Regions from separate parts of the Mus musculus genome. Here region 1 is linked to region 2. The links are chromatin contacts, called in public HiChIP or PLAC-seq maps. All regions are on one chromosome and are shown on one strand. Each heading gives the region's core, a stretch centred on a gene start, on an enhancer-like site or on the middle of the called end of the contact. The rest is flanking DNA. Distances are from core to core; before and after follow the strand shown.

The links. HiChIP or PLAC-seq counts read pairs in DNA pulled down with a chosen protein or histone mark.
Region 1: a contact with region 2 is called in a FOXA1 HiChIP or PLAC-seq map of pancreatic cancer cells. The contact joins the promoter of Cyp2s1 here to the promoter of Grik5 in region 2. A contact is called at or near these places in 1 of 39 promoter capture datasets (pre-B cells) and 1 of 115 datasets of contacts at active chromatin or transcription factors (pancreatic cancer cells).

Annotation. Positions count from the first base shown.
Region 1 is chr7:25,812,882-25,817,861 of GRCm38.p6, forward strand. It overlaps Cyp2s1 (cytochrome P450, family 2, subfamily s, polypeptide 1), which reads right to left and starts at 3,644. Exons shown (of 9, transcript NM_028775.4): 1 at 3,442-3,644; 2 at 2,004-2,169. The coding sequence starts at 3,621.
Region 2 is chr7:25,069,165-25,074,353 of GRCm38.p6, forward strand. It overlaps Grik5 (glutamate receptor, ionotropic, kainate 5 (gamma 2)), which reads right to left and starts at 3,205. Exons shown (of 20, transcript NM_008168.2): 1 at 2,876-3,205.

The DNA.
Region 1 (4,980 bases), core at 2,394-4,893, 740 kb after region 2:
GGGCTCTACCACTGGGCCTCGCCCCAGCCCCTCACTGGGGGTTCTAGGCAGGGGCTCTACCACTGGGCCTCGCCCCCAGCCCCTCACTGGGGAATTCTGTGAGGACTCCACCACTTAAGTACATCCCTAGATGCTGCCCATTTTAAAATTTATTTTAAAAGATTTACTTTATTTGTTTTTACTTCTGTGCATGTTTGTGTATGTTCACACGTATACAAGTGCCTGGAGAGGCCAGAAGAGGATGTCAGATCCCTTGAAGCTGGAGTACAAGCTATTGTGAGCGGCCCAATGCGGGTGCTGGGAACAAGGCTCAGGTTCTCTGCAAGAACAGCAAACGTTCTTAACTGCTGAGCCATCTCCCCTGCCCTCATCCTTCTGTTTTTAATTAGTTATGATTTTTTTTTGAGAGGGTCTTTCTGTGTAGCCCAGAATGGCCCGAACTCCTAGCAATTCTCCTGACTCAGCCCGTCAAGTTCTTGGATCAAAGGACTGAGCCACCACTCTCAGCTGCTTCCTCAGCCTCGATGGACTCCATTTACCCGTTATGTGGCAGCCCAGATGTCACCTCCTCTGAGAAGCCTATCTCCCTGCCCATCTCAGTTCAGCACCTCTCCCCTGACGCTGTGCCCCTACTCTCAGGACTGTGGCTCTCCTTTTAGAATTCTACCTCCTCACTCTGAGAAGATATCTGTCTTGAAAATCTCTGTGTCCTCAGTACCTAGGACAGGGCCAGGCACAGGGAGCCCGTGGGCTGAAGAGATTCATTCTTTTCCCTCTTCCATACATGTGCACATGCTAGTCCTTCTGCCTGGATACAACTTCCCTTCTAGCCCAAGAACCGCAGCTTAGACATCCTCTTTTTTTCCTGGCGGCTCCTTGGGTATATCTTTCAGAGCATAGGCTGTGTCTGGCACTGCCTGTGAATTCCTAGAATCCTAGATTTCCCCCCAACCCCCATGCTAGCTTGCCCCACCCATCCTGGGCAATCCCTCTGAGCAGTTACTGTCTGATGACAGGTCTGTCAGGGTTCTCTAGGGGAAGTAGGCAGCGCTATCTTAGTCACCAATGTGCTGCCAGACTTTTCGGTGGTACTGAGATTGAAGCCAGGGCTCCACACAAGCTAAGCATGCTTCCCATCTTAACATAAAGAGTGATTTCTGTGTTTTGGGCTCCCCAGCCCTCTTCTCTCTCTTTTGGCTTGGGCATGGAATCCATGGCATTCTATAAACTGGGCCCTTCACTGGTAAATTCTATGAAAATAATCTGTTGAGCCACACCCCTAGTCAGTGGTCAAGGCGAGGGTGGGTGGGGTGGGTGGAGCAGGAAGGGAATTCTAGGCAGGAGTTCTACCACTGAGCCACTCCCCCAGCCCCTCACTGGGGGATTCTAGGCAGGGGTTCTACCACTAAGCCACAGCCCCTGCCCCTCACTGGGGGATTCTAGGCAGGGGCTCTACCACTGGGCAACGCCCCCAGCCCCTCATTGAGGGATTCTAGGCAGGGCCTCTACCACTAAGCCACACCCCCAGCCCCTCACTGGGGGATTCTAGGTAAGCACTCCACTGAACAAGGCCTGCAACCGTCACTGGTGGATTCTACGCATGTCCTAGTCCTGGACATTTTCAAGACAGGGTCACACTGTCTTGTTCTATGTAGCGTAAACTGACCTTGAACTCACTATGTCATGAATGTTGAGTTCCTCCAGTCTGAGCCTACCAGATGCTGGGGATGAGCCCGGTATGTCAAGCTTCTCTGCTGTGTTTGTCTATCAATTCCTAGACCAGGGAGTAGTAATTACGAAGACTGTGGCTGGCCGTTAGTAAGCACCCACTTGACACAAGCCCAGTTTCTACTTTAATCCTCAGTACAACCTTAAGTGACAGGCACTGTTGTCATTCCATTTCCTAGAAAGATAGGCACTCAGTCACCTGTACAAAAAGCTCCAGACCTGCAGTGGGGGCAGGATCCAGCAGCCCCCGTTTGCCTTCATGACTCATGACTCACCGTGACCATCAAAGGTCTTGTCCAGCGTTGCCAATGTTCCACGCCCGCTGAATTCCTCAGCCTGACCTCCCAAGGCTTCTCTTACAGCATCATGTCCAACCAGGACCACCACGCGGCGCCAGGGGCCCAGGTATACCGTGAACACAGGCCCATACTTCTTACTTAGCTGGGGGCAGAGAGGGAGAAGAGAGTTCCAGGGAGCTGCCTCTTTCAGGCAGTCTGTATTGGTTCCAAACCATGTGCCCTGGTTTTTGCCCCCTGTATCAGGAGCTGGTCTGCTCCCCACACCAATCCAAAGCATCCCTTTGGGAAGCTGCTCTCTTTTTGCATCGGAGTGTGGGGTGGGAGCTCCAGCCCACCCACACCCCTTTTTTTTTTCTCGAGACAAGGTTTCTCTGTGAAACTCTGGCTGCCCTGGAACTCTCTCTGTAGACCAGACTGGCCTCGAACTCACATAGATCTTCTGCCTCCAGAGTGCTGGGATTAAAGGTGTGCACCACCACCGCTCTGCTGAGTGGGCGCTTCTTAACCACATCCCTTTGCCTGCCCTCTCACTTCCTTCTAGGCTCTAACCTCTGATCTTGGGACCATCCACAACCAGCTTTGGTTTCTCATAATCCCCCTCTTCCCAATATCTGGCTACTCATTTCAACCTCTGCTGAACACTTAAGTCCCGCAGCAAGTAACACGGAGCATGTGTCCCGTTTCTCCCTTAGACACCCACTCCTCTTTTCTGTCCTTAAAAGTCCCTTAGAGTATTTTTGAATGGAGAACTTAATTCTCCCCACTACCCCCAGCAAGTTGGGACTGCCTCCCCATCCTCCCACCCGTGGCAGGAACTCCTAGCTCCCTCCTAGCAGAGCTACACCCATCCTCCCACTCTGGGAGTCTCTGAGGCAGATTCCTTCAGCCCAGGATGCTCTCTGCTCAGCCCCCTCCAGCTTCCAGATGCTTCCCTTTCAACGAGGGGGGGGGGACGGGGAAGGGTGCTGGGGACGGCAAGCTCGCCCACTACCCTCTTATTTAGAGAATGTCTGCTTTGCAGCTTTGGTCTCAGCTCACTAACTTCCAGCATGCTGTGGGTCCCTGCGACCTGGGACCCCTACTCCTCTGGGTCCTGTTCTCATTTCCTCCTAGTCCTCTGTGAGCTGTGTCCCTCCAGCTCTAGTGCCCTTTTCAGGGCATTCCCTTTCTTTCTTAGCCCTGGATCCCACTTCCAAGACTGGCTGAGCTCTGCCCACTCCAACCTGGATACCCTTGCTCAGCCCAGGTCAACTTGTTCGCGTCCCCAGCTCAAGACATTCATGGTCTCTTTGCCCTCAGAACTCCTGCTTCTGCCTCCTTTATAAGATAGTCCAAGACTCATCTGCTCTGGCACTTAGAAGGCTCCCCGCCCCCGCGCACATCCCCTGGTTAGGATGTCCTTGCGTCCCCTCACCCGCAAAAGCCCCGAGTACAGAGCCCCGGGACGCAGCTGCAGGAGGTTCCCCAGCAACGGCAGCGGCGTGGGCCCCGGGGGTAGGTAGCCTCGGGCCGGGGTCCTGAATAGCGTCAGAGACAGCAGCAGCAGCAGCAGCAGCAGGGCCAGCAGCAGCGCCCAGGTGCTGGCTGCCTCCATCTCTGCAGGTCGGCTGGGTCTGTACCTCCTAGAAGCTCCTTGCCGCCGGACTAGTTAGGGGAGGGAACGGGGCGGCTCCCTCCTCAACGAAATCAAGAGGAGTGGGGCGGGGCAGCCTCCTGCAAGGCGTCGCTCCCCGCACCCTTATTTCTCTGTCTCTGGCCCGCTGTCGCCAGAAGTCTCACACCATCGCGCGAATGTATCTCCCAGGTTACCAAGGTTTTCCCTGGGTTCAGAGGGCGGAGGCAGTACCTTGGGCCCTAGGTGGGGCATAGTAAGCAAACAAGAGGAACCTGGGAGCGGGAGACCTTGACTGGCTGCAGCAGCCACACCTCGCGCGCCTGTGACCCCGCCTGGCTTCCCCAGCTCCTGCCTCCCTCTGCTTATCTTGGTGTGCGTGCGTGCGTGCATGTGAGGTGTCTTGGAGGCACTTTCCTCCCGCATCCTACCTCTGCCAACTAGGAGGGACTTGACATTCTGTTGTCCCTAGATTACAAGGCTCCGTGACATTGACTTAGGTCAGTGTGTATAGGTTGACTCATTCTTTTGTTTTGTTTTGAAACGAGGTCGCAGGTAGCTAGAGCTGGCCTGAAACTCTCTGGGTAGTTTAAGTATGACCTTGAGTTTCTTAATCCTCCTGTCTCCACTGCTCACTAGTGGGATTAAAGGACTTGTTCTTTAAATTAAAAACAAAAAGTGTTTTTTCTTTTTTTTTTTTTTAGCGTGTATCTGTACATTCGTGTTATATTCGTGTATATTCTGTGCGTGGGTTCAGATGTGTATGCGGGTACTCCTGCTTGTACGTTGGCAGGCAGGTAGAGTTGACCTCCTGCATTCCTCCATATTTATCTAGGCAGGTTCTATCTGGAATCCCTCCTCTAGCTGAAGGGTTTGCCCCAAGGCTCCCTGTCTTCCTTACGAGGAATCTGGAGCTATACATTTCAGTCCTCATATGGTCGTGCTTATCCACTGGGCCGTCTCCTAGCCCTAATTTATTTTTTATTAGGATATGTTAATTATACACCCCACCCACACACACACATATATTTTTTCATTCTGGCATTTTCATGCACTCACAACATATTTTTCACATTCATTTTCACAACATTCAATCAGTTTCATATCTCTGAGGCCTTCGCTCTTCCTACTTAATTAGTTAGTTAATGAATTTTGATGACCAGATGAGTTTCATTAGGGTTGCTTACAGAGTCTCAGTTGAGAGACTGTTCACAGGAGCACGAAGTCCTTATCCTGAGGCCACACCTCTCTCTCTTGTCTCTCTCACTCTCAAAAAATTTTTTTTATTAAGCAGAAGAGGACACTAGATGCCATTACAGATGGCCGTGGGCCACCATGTGG
Region 2 (5,189 bases), core at 1,955-4,454:
AACCTAAAAAGAGAGTACAGAAGAAAGAGAACAACAGGGGAAAAAAAAGAAAAAAGAAAAAGTATCTGATGAGAGGCTGCAAAGGAGAGATGCTGGGACTCAGAATGTGAGAAAGGAACGGAAAACAGGCAGATATGAAAGCACAGAAGGATGGCAGAAACGGCTGAAAACAGAGAGCGAACAAAAGTTGAAGGAAATCAGAGACAGGACTGGGAGAGACAGGGAAGGGGCTGACTGGGAGATGTGGACATAAAGGACAGACACCAGAGAAAGGGAGCAGGGCAAGACCAAACAAGGGGCTATCAGTGCATGGGAGTGGGTGAGTGACGGAAGAGAAAGCCGGAGAACAGGGAGAGGCACAGACTGACTCGGGAGACCAGAGCGTCTGGTGGGAAGGACAGAAAGCTGGAAGGCTGACTGCAGGAAGTGGGTACTGAAACCCTGCCTGTACCCTGTTCTAGGGATCGAGTACGGGTACATGACTTCTCCTTACAGGTCCAGCCCCGGGGAGTTCAGCTCCTGGAGTGTTCTGGGCACTCCAGGCCTTTGGCAGTGTAACTGCTGGGCGGGATGTGCTTTGCCAGATGTGCACACGGATCCCTGGACCTGGTTGTAGACCATGTTCCAATGAAAGAGGGTTATTGCAGAGCCCAGAGCACTGTGACATGTGTCTAGTGTCCCCTGACATCCCACCTGGGGCCATGGAAAGCACTCCCAAGAAAGGGCAGAGTCACAAGCCAAGGCTTGGATTTGGCCTCTCTGGCCAGAAAAGTTCAGGCCAAGGAGAAAGGTTGCCTTAATCAGTCCCACACTTGCCTCTATTTCACTGACCTTGAGAAAGTCCTCCTCCACACCCCTCAGCCTTTGGTGAGGAGAGCCTGAGGGATACAAGGGCATGCTCAACAGACTGGTGGCTGCAGACTGCAATTTAGATCTAATGTGGAGGCTTGACCAGGACAGAGGAGCAAGGAATTCTGGGAGAGCTAAAAGGAGAGTTCTCAAGGGGAAGGGCAGGAGGGAAGGGGGTTCATCCTGGGACATCTGGAACAAATGGGGATCAGGGACTACAAACAAATAGACTGAGGCAGGGCAGAAGGGCAGAGACCCACAGGTGGCAGACACAAATGGGAACCAAAAGACAGAGGCTCAGTGCAGAGACGGTCTATGGAGAGTGAAAGGACAGAGGCACAGTGCAGAGAGAGTCTATGGGGAGTGAAGAACACAGAGGTCCATGCACAGAAAGGCAGCCCCCCAAAGTGCTGACCACAGCTAAGTGGGGGAAAAGGACAGACACTAAGTAGGACATTCACACCAGGATGTAATTCCTGCAGTCTGGAGGCAGGGGAATCACTGTGAGTTTGAGGCTAGCCTATGTTGCATCCTGAACCCTGTCTCAAAAACAAAGAGATGCTAGAGAAGCGGATGGGAAGTGCAAGGAGGAGCAGGGTCAGGTCAGTTCAGGACTCACAGACCTGAGACTCAGGCCTGGCAGATACAGACGCACGGAAACAGTGCCAGCAATGGGGGGGGGGGGGGGGGCTGAGGAGAGTGGGCCAGGTCCTACAGGTTGGAGGAGAGATGGGCAAGGGGAGACACGTGCAAAGGACAGGAGGCAGACAGGAGAAGAGAGGGGGCCCAAAGATGAATAACAACAAGTATAACAACCAAGGGGCCAGCAGGGTGTGCTGACACACACCTGTAATACCAGCTATCAGTAGACAGAGGCAGGAGGGTCAGGAGTTCAAAGCCAGACCCAGCTCCTTGGTGAGTTCCAGGCTAGCCTGGGCTATAGGAAACCCTGTCTCCAAAAGCAGAACAAACAAACAACCACAGCCTGAGACAGACACACAGAGAGTGTGAGCTAGGGACAAGCGCACAGCAGCCTAAAGAGGCTGAGGCCAGAGGGGCAGAATCCAGGATGAAAAGGCTTGAAGAAGAAGCGCACAGGGAGAGGGCTGACCACACAAGCGAGAGAGAGGATGAGCCAGGAGGGAAACTGAGTCAAAGCGGATGCCCTGGAAGGGCATAGCAGCATACACAGAGGATCCCAGAGTCCCCAGCCCACGGGTACTGGGAGGGATGGAAGCTAAAAGGCCAGGTGGTGTGGTCCAGAAGTGGAGAGACTGGGATGGTGGGTGGAAGAACCCGGGCAGAAGCCAGGGACAGAGAGCAGTAGATGGGGATGACTAGGGGCCCACAGTGGGGTCTGGGGGAGGGAAGCAGAAAAGTGAGAGATAGAGGCTGGAGGTGGAGAGGATCAGGCAAAGAATGGAAAGACAGAGTGGGAAGAAGACTAGATGAGAACTAGTGTCTCATCAGAGTCAGATGCAGAGCCTGGCTTAGGAGAACAGCGGAGAACAGAGAAGTTGGGCAGAGTTGGACAGGCCTGGGAGACAGGCGAAATACAGACTTGAAAATGTAAAGGCATCTCCAGAAGACAGACAGAAGGTGCAATGGGGCCGGGCCTATGGTAAGGCTTAGTGAAAGAGGTGAGAGAGAGAGAGAGAGAGAGAGAGAGAGAGAGAGAGAGAGAACCCAACACACAACAACACACAAGAAGTCAGGAGCCAGTGTGGGTCTGGGACCCAAAGCTTGGAGGAGGGACAATCCAGGAGCCAGTGAAGTGAGCTGGCTACCACAGGACCCCGGAAAGCTGGGACTGAGGGCAGGTGTGAGGTGTGTACCCAGAAGTAAGGGTGAGAAAAGAAGAGGTCGTGGAGAATGAGAGGTTGAGAGGGAGGGCACAAAGCAGCGAGAAATAGGTTCCTTGCCATCCACGGGGAGCAGGGACTGTGGGGGCCCCCGCCAGCCGGACAGGGAGCCTGGCCTTCCAGGACCCAGGACCCAGCCCAATCCCCGCCCTGCAGACACTTACGGATCCTGGTGGGACGGAGGGCTGGGCTCCCTCGAGGCCCGAGGAACGACAACCAGGAGGTGCTCCGATGCTGGGTGCTGGTGAGGCTGGGGCCGGGGGAGAGGGCAGTCCACTGGGCCCCCTCCCCCGCCGCCGGCGGTGGCCCCCAACTAATCCAAAACGGTGTCTCCCCAGCAGCGGGGAGGAAGGACAGGTGGAAAAGCAAAGGGCGGGCCAGGAGGGGAGGAAGGGGAAAGGAGAAAATGGAGGAGAGAAGGGGAGAGAGGAGAGGGGGAAGGAGCAAACGGAGGGGAAGGAGGGAGGAAAGGAGGAGAGGAAGGTGAAAACGGAAGGGAGGGGGGCACAGGCAAAGCCGGGGGAGGGGGAAGCCGGCCCAGGAAAGGGCCCCCGCCCCCTCCCCTAGCCGGGCCGGCCTGGGGGGGGCACTGGGGGTGAGGACTGGGTGGAGAAAAGAAAGCCAGCCATCGGGGGGAAGTGGGGGAGGGGAGGGCCTGCTGGGGGGGAGGGGGCCGCCCCCTTCCCCCCCCTCCCCCCAGAGCCTTGGCCCTGCCCTGGATGAGGCTAGGGCCGGGAGTCCTCAACCCCTCAGTCCCCACGGGAAAAACATGCTTGAGGGCCAGGAGAGGCCGGTCAATGAAGGGGCTAGCGAGGACAGAGCAACTGGCAGCCCTGGTGAGACCAAGAAGGGAGGCAGACGAGGTGGCGAGATGAGGTGGGAGGAGAGGATGGAGAGAAGCAGGTGGAACGGGAAGGCGGAGGAGGGTGGGGTGTCCCGGGGCCCGCCGGCTCTCGGTGGGAGGGCCTGGCCGCACACTCTGGTCCCCTGTGAGCGGCAGCCGCTGGCGGCTCCGTGTCCCCAGCCGGGCCTGCCTCCTTGCTGCCGGCCGCTACTACCGCTGCCGCCACTGCTCCTTCTCCCCTCCTAGGCCGCCGCCTGCCCGCCCGCCCGCGCTGAGTCCTGGAGCGCGGGGGGGTGGGGTGGTGGTGGTGGTGGTGGTGGTGGTGATGGTGGTGGTGGTGGTGGTGGAGGGGAGAGATGAAGGGAGGGAGGCAGGGAGGAGGGCGGGCAGGAGGGAGGGAGGCAGGCAGGCAGGGAGCAAGGAGGGAGGGAAGCAGAGGAGGGGGAGATCGTATTGGTCGGGCTGGGGGGCCCTGCGAGGAGAATGCTGATGAGAAGAGCGAGCTGCATTGGATGAAGGGCCAACCCCCGGGGCCACCCCCTCCAACCACACCATGCCACCGCCCTGCCCAGGCAGCCCAGGATTCTGGAGCCCATGGAGCTGAGAGGCATTGGTGGGGAGAACTGAGGGAAGGGCCTAGAGATGGGGAGAGAGGACTACAGAGATGGAGAAAAATGCAGGGAAAGAGACAGCCAGCCATCAAGACCCAAGAGAGGTGGGCCAAGGCCCACAAACTCCACAAGGCCAAGGAAAGCCAGCCATGGAAAAGCAAGCCACCTGAGGACAAGAGAACAGCATATAGGACACAGAGGTGTTTGAAGGTGGCAGAGGCCAGAGACAGAAAGACTCCTCAGAATAGGGAGCCATACACAGAAGGAGCAACCAGGAAGCATACACGGGGCCCAGTAAGCTAGGAGAGGTCTCCTGATGGAGACAGCCCCATGGGTACAGGAGACCCACAGAGACAGTCACGTGGCTCATAGACATGAGAGGACCACTGAGGCAGGCATGGCAAGCTGGGAGACATAGAACTGGGAAGCCTCTGGAAACGGGCTCAAGATGTTGAGGGGAGGAAGGGATTCTCCATTGTGCACAGAGAACTCCTGGGGACCCGTGGAGATGAGTGGGAAGCCAGAAGAGGCCCTCATCTTTTAGTCACCTGAGCAGTGAGGCAGTGGGAGGGGGTGACAAGATGGCAGAGCTGAGAGAAGCACCCTTTCTTAAGGAATACTGCCGTCTCCCTGAGAAAGCCCAGAAGGGCAGGGGGATGGAACAGAAAATCCACACAGATCTTCAAGTGGGGGTGGGTGGTGCAGGGCTGGGTGTGTGTGTTGGGGGGTGAAATTTGGGGGGAAGGAACATGACAGTTGGCGCTGAAGGCTGAGCCCGTGACTCACCACCACCCCCATGCTCGTGATGGGGAGGAGACACTGACACTCTCACGTGCAGCCCCCAGCACATGTGACCACATGCCTCGCACACACAGTTGGCACGTGGCAACTCAGAGTATTGCAGGTCTGGCTTGGTGAGCTCTGACTTCGTGGGACATGCCCAACAACATGTGACATAATATATCTGACCCTGTAGGACCACCAAACTTGTCCATGCCTCTTTATCCTTCTAGGGTTAACATC